Linked DNA regions of Mus musculus: regions 1 and 3 are each linked to region 2. A link is a contact called in public ChIA-PET and promoter capture Hi-C data. All regions are on one chromosome and are shown on one strand. The core of a region is the stretch at or near the end of the contact, and the rest is flanking DNA. Distances in the headings are between cores, read along the strand shown. Region 1 overlaps 4930479H17Rik (a long non-coding RNA gene). Region 2 holds the start of Usf2 (upstream transcription factor 2). Region 3 holds the start of Sdhaf1 (succinate dehydrogenase complex assembly factor 1).

Region 1 (3,311 bases), core at 347-2,846, 610 kb before region 2:
ATAAATAAATGAATAAATATAAATATTTTAAAATAATAAAAGTAGATACTTCGAGCCGGGTGGTGGTGGCGTACGCCTTTAATCCCAGCACTTGGGAGGCAGAGGCAGGCGGATTTCTGAGTTCGAGGCTGGCCTGGTCTACAAAGTGAGTTCCAGGACAGCCAGGGCTACACAGAGAAACCCTGTCTCGAAAAACCAACAACAACAACAACAACAAAAAAGTAGATACTTTGGTCCCAGAATTTGTGAGACAGGAAAATTTCTGTCTTCGTTGCTGAGAAACTATAGATTCTTTCCGAACACACTTTCACGTTTCTTTCATCACCATGGTTGAGAAAGAGCTCCTTAATTCCAAGGTTACCTGACAATCTCAAGCGGAGAAGCTGCGGCTATTCTGTTCAGCACCATGGCCAGCGCCCGACCGCATTTAGAGTCTGCGCAAAGCTTTGTGCTGCTTAGGCAAAGCGGCTCCTTTCCAATAGCCCCGGAGAATTTTGGTTACAAGCAGCCACCTGCTCTGAGTGTGGCTCTGGGCAATGATTTAGCGCCTTCGACCTCCAATTGGTTTCTCTATAAAACTGGGATAATAAAAAGACCTGCCTCCAGGTTGACTGTGAGGAATATATTACATAATGTGCATGCATACATTATATATAAAAGCACTTACCACTTAGCCCATAAAGCCTCACCTATTTATAGGCCTGTGACGCAGCAGTACCAAGGTGTGCACACACCACCATCACCACGCCCAGCCACTACTGCTGCCAAAGAGGTGGTCCAAAGCTTGCAGACCTGCCCAGCAAAAGGCAACTCGTAGGTGCCAAGGCTCTCCTGCTCAGTGGGTCCCGGGGACTCGAACTTAGGTCGTCAGGCTTAGCAACCAGTGAGATGAAGAGCCATCTCACCGGCTCTAATTTTAAATTTAATTCACCTACTTGATTTTGAGACAGGATGTTATGCTTGTCTCGCACATCACTATGAACTTCTGTGTGTCTGCTTCCACTTCCAGAGTGCTGAGAGAATAGGCAAGTACTGGGGATCAAACCCAGGGCTTTGTACATCCTAGGCAAGCACTCTATCAACTGGGTGCGCCCCACCTCCAGTCCCTCATGTAGGACTTATAAATCACTGTCAGGACTCTGGCGCTGCTGGCAGGCGGGGTGATTGCACTGGGGGATTTTGAGTAGAGAAGGGACATGATTCGAATTTTAAAAACGGTCTCGGGGCGGCTTCATGAGGAATAGAATGTAGTTTTGTAATTTTTCCCGACCCTGATCCTCAACAGGTCTTCTCGCTTCTCCAGGCCCTGGCGGTCCCTGCCACCCTTGAGCAGCAGTAGTTGGTACCCTTGTGTCTTGCTTGCTGACAAGAATGTCCAATCATCAGTGCCACCGGATGAATGGCATATCATGGGAACTTGATTGGTCACCCGCATTCTGCTCTACACCTGCCGTTCCTGGAAGGAAGGGTTCAAGATGTAAGAATACTGACAGGCAGGTTATGTGCAGCAGGAGGCCCATTACCCCAGAAAGCTGACTGCGAGTCGCCCGGCCGTAGCCGCGGCATCACCGCGAGCGCCCAGCAGGTGGCGCCGCGGCGTTGGGTCCAGGCAGGCTCGCCCACGTGGATTCCTCAGCAGCCCTCGGGCACTGGGCGCCGGCTCATTGGTACTGACAGTAGCACCACCATCGGGGCCCTTCGGGCGGTGGCAACACACACACACAGCCGGAAGTCGGGTTTCTCAGCGCCCCCGTTTTCCAAGAAAGCTGTGATTAAGCGGCGGCCCTAGAAACCCACAAACGCAGCTGTTGAGTCTGAGTGAACCCGGAGCGCAGAGGAGGGAACCAGAATAGTTGGGTAAATTGGGAGGCCATTCCGCCAGGTTTGAATCCCCACTGTCTTTTTCAAGCCATGGGAACTTGAACCATACACCTAACTTCTGTGGGCTCTGGTTCCCTCATCTCAAAAAGCTGCTACACACACACACACACACACACACACACACACTTCACAGAGCTGGGAGAGATGGCTTACTTTTTCTGGTCTGCCTGCCTTATTATGCTTCCAGAACCAGTTTGTCGTATCTACTGGCACAGTCTGTCAATAGATCTTGTCCTAACCAGCCAGAATCGCGTCCAAAGAAATTCCACTTTCACTGAGCCATGTCAGGCAGCCTTTCCACCCTTGGCTCTGAGGTCACCAGCCATCGTCTTTGTACATCCACATGTCTGTGGGAAATCCAGAGCATCAAGGTGTTCGAGCAGGTATGAAGGCAGCGATGACCGAGTATTAGAGGGCCTCTTGACCCTCTTCCCTGTGGGCACACTCCCAGAAATGGATAGGATAGGTAGGCTGGGGCTCTTGCCTATCGGGACCCAGGGGGAGCTGTGTATACTACAAGTCACTTGTGTACCATCTTTAAGCTTGGTCCTGGCCCTCATCACGCTCCCTGAAGCAGCAAGGGATGTGTGGCTCCAGTCTGACCTGTTACCATCAGGTTGGAATTGTGGGGTTAGAGACTAGAGGCAGATGGCGGAAGAGGGGGGGAAGAGGGATTGGTTGAGGAGGTGAGACATGTTGGAGATGAACAGGCACATGACGAGGGAATGTTGAGGAATTACAAGGAGGAGGGAGAGGAGGAAGAGGAGGATGTGAGGGAAGGGCAGAGAGGGACGAGTGGGGAGAGAGTCAGGAAGGAAGGGAAGGAGACTTGGTGGGGAAGGAGAGAAGGAGAGAGCTTATTTGAGAGACATTAGGACTAGAAAAGGGTCTTTGAGTATAGAGAACTGGTTTGATCGTGTTTGGAGGGAGCAGAGGCTCTATATTCCTGTAAACAGAAGAATGGGGCAAAGCGGTCAAGTGAGGAAGCCGACACCGGAAGAACATTCTAGAACAGAGGAACAGCCTCCATAGCCTGCTGAGGAGGAAGAAGCTTTTGGCTAGAAGTTCTGAGGCCCTAGGAAGGGTCGCAGTGGGAAGCCTGGGTTCCGAGGAAGGGAGTAGAGATCGCTGCTGCGTCTGAAAGAGGACCTGGAGACTTTAGGGAACGCCCAAGTTTAGGGAAGGAGACCTGGAGGCCTACCGTTTGGCCTGCAGGAGCGACTGGAGACAGAGCAGGAGAGAATACTGGGAAGGCTGGATGAGGAGATCTGGAGGGTGGGGCGCTGAGGCCTCCAAGGGATAGCTTTGGCCTCCCCTCTCCTGTCCCCTCGAGGACTGCTCCTACAAGGGAGTAGCTGGAAGGGGGAGCTAGGAGGGCTGGGAAAGACAGGGTGGGGGGCAGATTCTCAACACCTTCTCCCCCATATTCT
Region 2 (3,228 bases), core at 249-2,748:
TCTGGTCTGTAGTTTGAACAGACACAGCTGTGGTATCGCCCACACTGGATGCTGGAAAATAAGCAAATCGTGCCTCCCCGCTGACAGCTTCGGCCGCCGGGCTGCCACCATTGCTGAATGGATTTTGAATTACAGCCTAGGGAGGAGTACACATAGGCCATCCTTAGCCACCCCTGCTATGCCATCTTTGTTACTGGTATCGGTGTTTGTTTACTATACGGTGAGGCAAGGGCGTAGCCTACTGTGTGTGCCATTCTGTACAGAATCTCGTCTCTGACACCATTCAACCATCATTAGCTCTACTCTTTCCTCTAAGAAGTTTTCCAGTTTTGCAATGAAAAGTAACTCCAAAAGACCCTATCCAACGCCTGTGCAAAACTCTGACCAGACCTTACACAGCCGGCCAGCCCAGAGAACATCATGTGTGTGTCACACACCCCACCCCCTGGGCCTTCCCCCTCCCCAGCCCCTCCCCATAAGTCGCGGGCCACCTACCAGCGGGAAGGGTGCTGCGGGACCTGTGGGTACAGAGGCAGCGGCAGGGCCGGGGCGCTGGGCTGCCCCGTCCACACCCACCTGGGTCACAGCCTGCTGCCCCCCCGCGAAGGCAGCGGTGGACACGACGCTGACGGCGCCGGCCGCGTCGCCCTGGCCGTCCAGCTGACCATCAGTCACCTGGACTACGCGGTATGTCACCTGCAGGGGGCGGCAGAGCGACGAGACCGACGCTGGGGCCCGAGTGGGGGACAGGTCGGAGCCTCTCCCTGTCCCGCCGCACGCGTCTGCCCTTCCTCAGCTCACCCCGGCGCTGGCCCTCCGGGCTCCCGGCCCACGGCCGCCTCACCTGGCCTCCATTACTCTCTGTACGGAACTGGTACTGGATATTGTGGTCGCCGAACGCCGCCTGCTGGACACTGGCGATGGCCACCGCCGTCTGCTCCTCAGCCCCCGGGCCGTCCCCGCCTGTGGGGGCAGCAGGGCAGGGGGCACGCTCAGCGGGCGCGCGGGGCCTCCCGGCGTCCCCGGCCTGCAACCCCGGCGCGGGCCGCAGCCCCCGTGGCCCCCGCAAACACTCACCTTCCTGCAGCTCAACGCCCTCCTCGGCCTCGGGTCCCTTGTCGTGGCTGCGGGGGCACACCAGGGGCAGGGCCCGGGGTCAGCGAGGCCCGCACCCCTCGCCGGGGCGCAGCGGCCCGCCGCCCGCCCTCCAGGCCCGGCCCCCGCTAGGGTCAGCACCGCTGCCGAGCCCCGGCCGCCCGGATCCCCTCCCCGCGGCCTCCATTTTGAGCCGGGCCCAGAGGCCGCTCGGGATCATGGCGGCCCCTGCGCGCGGGGCTCGAGGGGCCGGGGCCCAGGGCGCGCGGAGGGGCGCGAGCTGTCGGCGCGCTTACCTGGCGGCGGCAGCAGCGGTGGCCGAGGAAGCGGGATCCAGACCCGGGTCCAGCATGTCCATGGGGGGGGCGGGGGGGAGGGGAGGGGAGGGAGGGGAGGGGGCGGGCGGCCGGGGGGGCCCGAGCCCGGCGCTCACGCCGCGCGGCAGGAGGGGACGGAGGAGACACGGGAGCCGCTTGCGCTGATCACGGGGACAAACAGTGGGGTCATGTGAGGAGGAGATGCCGCCGCCGCCGCCGCCGCCGCCGCCGCTACTCCTGCAGCTGCCGCCTCCTCCTGCCGCCTCCGCCCGCCGCCGGCTCCGGGCGGTGCGAGGCTCCGGGCCACAGCTCAGCTGCCCCCCGCCCGCCGGCCCGCCGCACGCGGCCTGGGGCCTGCTTCCCTGAGCGCTCGCCGCCGCCGCCGCCGCGACTTGAGCTTTTTTTTTTTTTTTTTTTTTCAACAGGGCCCTGCCCGGATGGCGGCCGCCCTGTTGCCCAGATCGCCAGCTCCCGCGCCCGCCGCCCGGCCTAGCCCGGTCCGGCGGCGGCGGATTGTGGCTGCAGCTGCCGCCGCTTTCTATCACCCCCCCCCCTTCTCTTTTTCCTTTTTTTTTTTTTTTTCCTCCTTTACTGGAGCTGCGCGCGCGCGGTGGCGGCGACGGCGCGATCCCGGGGCGGGCGGGCGCGCGCGCGCGCGCGGGAGAGGGCAGGCCCTAGGGAACGCGCGCGCTGTCTGTCTTTGGTGACGGCCGGGCGCGTACACACACATAGGCCCGGGGACTCTACACGGGACCACCACCGGTTGGAACGCAGGCCCGGCTGGAAGGCCGGCAACACGGATGCGGGGCTCAGATCGCCGGGGCACAGGGTTTGAAGACTGTAAAAGTAGGTCGTATAGGAGCCCGGAGGTTGGGGAGCCGGGTTGCGCGCTCGCGCGCTCCCGAAGGCGCATGCGCACGTCGGGGCGGGGCAGGGCGGAGGCGGCAAGGGGCACGTACTCTAGGCGGCTGGCTATGAAGAAGGCTAAAGGCCTGTCTGGCCGCTTCTTTTGCTGGTCCCCCTCCTCTCAACTCGTGCAGCAAAACAAGAGGCTTAGATCTTGTGATCAGGAATTTTATTAGGCTTGGTGAAGAGTTTCATCAATATTCCAATTAAAAAAGTATAAAAGCTACATAACAAAACGTGGGATCAGACGACTAAACTTTCCCGACTCAGGGCCAAATTCTGCAAAGGAGAAAAGAAAAAGTGTTAATTGTACGGGCTGGAGGAAGAGGCGTCCTGAAGATCTGAAGTCAAAGGGTCTAGGCTCACCTTTTTCATCCTCCGCTCCCTCGAGGCCTGCGAGTCAGTCTCAGAGTAAGGCGGAGGTGCTGGGGGATAGTGGCCCTCCTCTTCTTCTTCTTCTTCCTCCCTGTAAACGCGTCTTCTCTCCCCAGCCCCTTTTTTCTTTAAAGCCTCTTCTAAGAGTCGCCCATCATACTGAGGGTCCCGTGACCTGAAGCCAGCATCCCGAGGATCGTGGGATCGCTGACGGGATCTGGGGTCAGCACGTGGATCCCTAGACCTCAAATCATCATAATAGTGGGGATCTCGGGAATGTGGCAAGTCTCTAGGATCGTCGGGGTCATAGAGGTCATCCCGGCTGCGACTTCTCGGAGGTGCATAGGCCCGCCCTCTCCGTCCACTACTTGGGGGAGAAGACCTTCCTGATTCAGTGGAGCCAGGCCGGTTGATGTCATCTAGAGCATCCACAGAGCGGGCCCGAGGCCGCCCAGACCCCCAACCACCCCTTGGCTGTTCTTGAAGGGGTTCCTGCTCCCATGTTCTGGGACTCCGAGGGGAGTGGCGATTCCAC
Region 3 (3,398 bases), core at 765-3,264, 630 kb before region 2:
GTCTGCAAAGTAAACTGGAATGGCTACTGGAAATGCAAAAATGGGGACTGAAGAGGCCTGGGGGGCAGTAGCTTCTAGAAGAGCCCACATAAGTTAGTGCAAACCTGGAGCTAAGGGGTGTGTCAGGGAATCTCTCATTATGGTCTGTCTTCCTAAATACATCTATCTATGCATTTATCTTTCTATCAATGTGTGTGTGCACAGGCAGATGGACATCAGACAAATTGCTGTTAGTTCTCATCTTCTCCTGTGCGGTCCCTAGGATTTGAGCTCAGCTAGTCAGACTTGTCACCAAGTTCCTTTATCCGCTGAACCATCTCTCTGGCCCTTTTTCCCTCCTTTTCTTTCTTCTTTTTTTGTTTGAGACAAGGTCACTCTATGTAGCTCAGGCCCCTGGAGCCAGGAAGAGACGGAGGCTGGGGTATGTAAAGGGCACAGGTTCAGTAGGTCTTCTGTAGTTACTTCCATAACTCTGGAGTTGAGATGGCACCATGATTAACAGGGTCACCTCGGGGCTGCAGGTGAATCCTTGTGGTTATTGCACTTGCTTGGCAAGCACAAGGCCACAAACAGAACAAACAACAAACATATGTTGTGGTAGAACATGCCTGTGATCTGGAGGAGAAGGGAGGAGTTGCAGGCCATTATCCCTTACATGACCAGTTTGAGGCCTGCCTGGGTTAAGTGAGTCCATGTCTTAAAAAGAACAAAAACTAAAGCAACCAGGATCACCTTGCTAAATAAAACTGAAGCTGAGAGATGAGCAGAGAGCTAGCCTCCTGTGATGGGGTTACGCAAGTGAGGTCAAAGTCTTATGTAAAAAGTGTCACAGAATCTTTTTCTGTCACACACCAAGCCTTAGCTGGGTCCCCTTTGCTCCCACCTGCCTCTTCAACCTTGGCATGGCCGTACATGCCTATAATCTCAGAGTTTAGAAGGCTGAGTCTGAAGGAGGTGAATGCTGAGACCAGCCTAGGCTATATTATATAACAAGACTCTGTCTCAAAAGAAAAAGCAAAGACCCCTAATAAAAGAATCAACAAGATTGTTAAGACAACAAGGAAGTGAGCACACCTCACTTTTATTTCCTTTATGCAAGAATCCTGAGGACTAACAGGAGTAGGGACTAGGGATTCTCCAAGAGTCTCAGGCTCATCAGCTGAGATGAGCTAGTGTAATCTCCCTCATGAACCCGGTTCTTCACAACGAGTCAGACTGCCAAGTTTCTCACGGTTCATCAGGGTATTCTATTAAACGAGCGCGGCAAAAAGTCTGTCTTCTCCACGTTAAAAACAGCAAGGGGCGGGGAGTGAGGAGGTGGGTGTGTTCTTAAGAAGTCAAGAGAGCTGTCTGTCAAGAGGTGCCACGGCCCCGATGGGAGGAGAAAGTGCGCCTGTGCTCTCTCTTTGACTTTGGGTTGGTGTATCACAGCATGTCTTATGCAGTCCGCCAGTGCCACAGAATGCCCGGAACCTCCTTGGTGAGGGAGTGTCTGATCTCTCACTATGCATCGGGAAAATTCGGTTATCTCTCAAGACATCTCAGCTTCCATTTAGATGAGTTCACGATCCTCCCCAAACTGTCAGAAGGAACCTTCCTCTAGGTCTGTCTGTCACCGTCCATCGGATCGCGTCTCCCGCGCCCCTGTATCTTCACAAGAATTCTTTGGGGCACCACCATCATCCAGCCTGGTCCCCGGGGCTGTCGCGTCGCCGGGCTCTTCAGCCGGACCCCGCGGGCGCACGAAGGTACCCATGGCCGTGGCGTGGCCCGAACGCAGCAGCTGTAGCTGGCGCCGACCCCGGCGATACAGATACTCGATACGCAGCACGTCGGTTCGCGGAAGGCTGGCGTGCTGCCGGAACTCGGCCCGCACCCGCGCCTCGGCGCCCGGCGTCCCGCGCCCGGCGCGCAGCAGCTCGCGGTACAGGCTCAGAACTTGCCTCTGCAACCGGCTGGGCCGGCTCATGACCGCGGCGTCGCGGTGAGGCCCCACACTGGCCGGAAGGACCGCCCCGACACACAGTGCTGAGAAGCTAACGGGCAGGGCTACTGGCACGTCTGCCAGAAGTCCCGCCTCCTGCTCACCGGCGCTGCCGCATCTGATTGGCCAGTACTGCAGTACATCTTGGCTGGCTCTGGAAGTGGGCGGAGTCTCTGGTGCTCCGGGCCACTCTAAAGAGTAGTTTTTGAGTGCCTTACAGTCCTGGATATTTCTGAACTTGAGTGGAAGCATGGGGAAGGGCCTAAGCGGTTAGACTCTGGAAAGAGTGTAGGAGGAGATAGTTCTGAGCCCTCGGAAGATTGAGAGCGAAGGGATCGAACCCGGGGCTCACCAGAAGGCAGAGGGATATTGGGAAGGGATGAGCAGTTTTTAAAAAGATCTTTACTATTTTGGGGGCTGGAACGTGCATAAACTGACGACATGACCGCTCCGTGGTACGGCCAAGCGAAAACTTTTTGTTTGTTTGTAGATATGAGAGAGAGGACAGCCAGAGGCATCTAGAAGAGTCCAAAATAGAGAGGAAGTAGACTGCATAGCCAGGGCTGTCTGCGAGAGGGGAGAGAATATTGTTGAAGTTAAGGATTAGCCACACAAACCACTGGGAGACACCAATGTCAGTAGGGTATCGGAACGGTTTACTGAACACACATATCAACACTGATTAATCAGGGATGCACACCCTAGCCAGTTTTCAGGGCCAGTTTTTATATGGGAAAACCCACGAACAGGTGCATTTGGCTATCTAGACAAAGCCGTACTGTATGACCTTTAAGCTGATTGGCTGGGTCTAGAGGCAGGAAGTCTAGGGAATTTCCATAGGTCTCGAGGCTCCATACAGCAACATGATGTTATAGTCAAAGAACATTAGGTCAGACTAAGGTCATGAGCTACAAAATGAAGGTTGAGGCAGTATAGCAGAACTATTGTCAGGTTTAAAACGTAATAGCAGGAGATAGTGAACAGAGAAAACAGAAGGAGGAGAGAGTGTAGAGAGAACAGTGTGAATATCAGGATAGTGGGAATGAGTAAGTATCTGGGGGAGGGAAGCTAGTGAGCTGGAGGGAATTTAGGGGATTGGAGTTTTAGTCAATGTTCAGTAAACAACTTAAATGAATCTGTCTCATCTTTCTTATCTATGTCTTAATAATAATCTGTTTTACCTGGTGGTGCAGACATTTAATCCCAACACCTGGGAGGCAGAGGCAGACATCTCTGAGTTCAAGGCTAGCCTGGTCTACAGAGTGAGTTCAAGGACAGCCAGGAAAACCCTGTCTTGAAACACAAAACAAAACAACCCCTCCCCCAAACTCCCAAACCCCGTCTTATTATTTTTCCATCTAAGTTGTTTGCTGAACTCTTACTTTATGCCAGGAACAACTCTACATACTTTAAT

Evidence for each region. Promoter capture Hi-C pulls out the DNA fragments that hold promoters and counts their contacts. ChIA-PET counts read pairs in DNA pulled down with a chosen protein or histone mark.
Region 1: a promoter capture Hi-C map of hippocampal neurons shows a contact between it and region 2, with 2.7 times the contacts expected there. The contact joins the enhancer-like site here to the promoter of Usf2 in region 2. A contact is called at or near these places in 10 of 39 promoter capture datasets (the 3T3-L1 cell line, 3T3-L1-derived adipocytes, embryonic stem cells and 6 more), 3 of 115 datasets of contacts at active chromatin or transcription factors (T-cell acute lymphoblastic leukemia, bone marrow-derived macrophages and pancreatic cancer cells) and 1 of 9 other capture datasets (adipose tissue).
Region 3: an RNA polymerase II ChIA-PET map of memory CD8 T cells shows a contact between it and region 2, with 20 read pairs. The contact joins the promoter of Sdhaf1 here to the promoter of Usf2 in region 2. A contact is called at or near these places in 5 of 115 datasets of contacts at active chromatin or transcription factors (T-cell acute lymphoblastic leukemia, bone marrow-derived macrophages, embryonic forebrain and 2 more) and 3 of 9 other capture datasets (embryonic stem cells, liver and pancreatic islet).

What each region holds. Positions count from the first base shown.
Region 1 is chr7:30,346,410-30,349,720 of GRCm38.p6, forward strand. 4930479H17Rik (a long non-coding RNA gene) reads right to left here. Exons shown (of 3, transcript XR_881936.2): 2 at 936-1,456; 3 at 188-792. Among named protein-coding and RNA genes, the nearest start is that of 4930479H17Rik, 5.9 kb to the right of the region's middle. Within about 2 kb of position 1,597, at least 29 of the 459 cell types and tissues checked have an H3K27ac peak or open chromatin away from gene starts, as enhancers often do. A contact at or near this core is called in hippocampal neurons, where this site is marked.
Region 2 is chr7:30,955,305-30,958,532 of GRCm38.p6, forward strand. It overlaps Usf2 (upstream transcription factor 2), which reads right to left and starts at 1,499. Exons shown (of 10, transcript NM_011680.2): 1 at 1,392-1,499; 2 at 1,078-1,124; 3 at 845-963; 4 at 496-696; 5 at 1-136. The coding sequence starts at 1,453. It overlaps Lsr (lipolysis stimulated lipoprotein receptor), which reads right to left. Exons shown (of 10, transcript NM_017405.2): 9 at 2,685-3,228; 10 at 2,466-2,597. The coding sequence ends at 2,562.
Region 3 is chr7:30,320,361-30,323,758 of GRCm38.p6, forward strand. It overlaps Sdhaf1 (succinate dehydrogenase complex assembly factor 1), which reads right to left and starts at 2,015. Exons shown (of 1, transcript NM_001033140.3): 1 at 1,049-2,015. The coding sequence starts at 1,969. The coding sequence ends at 1,613.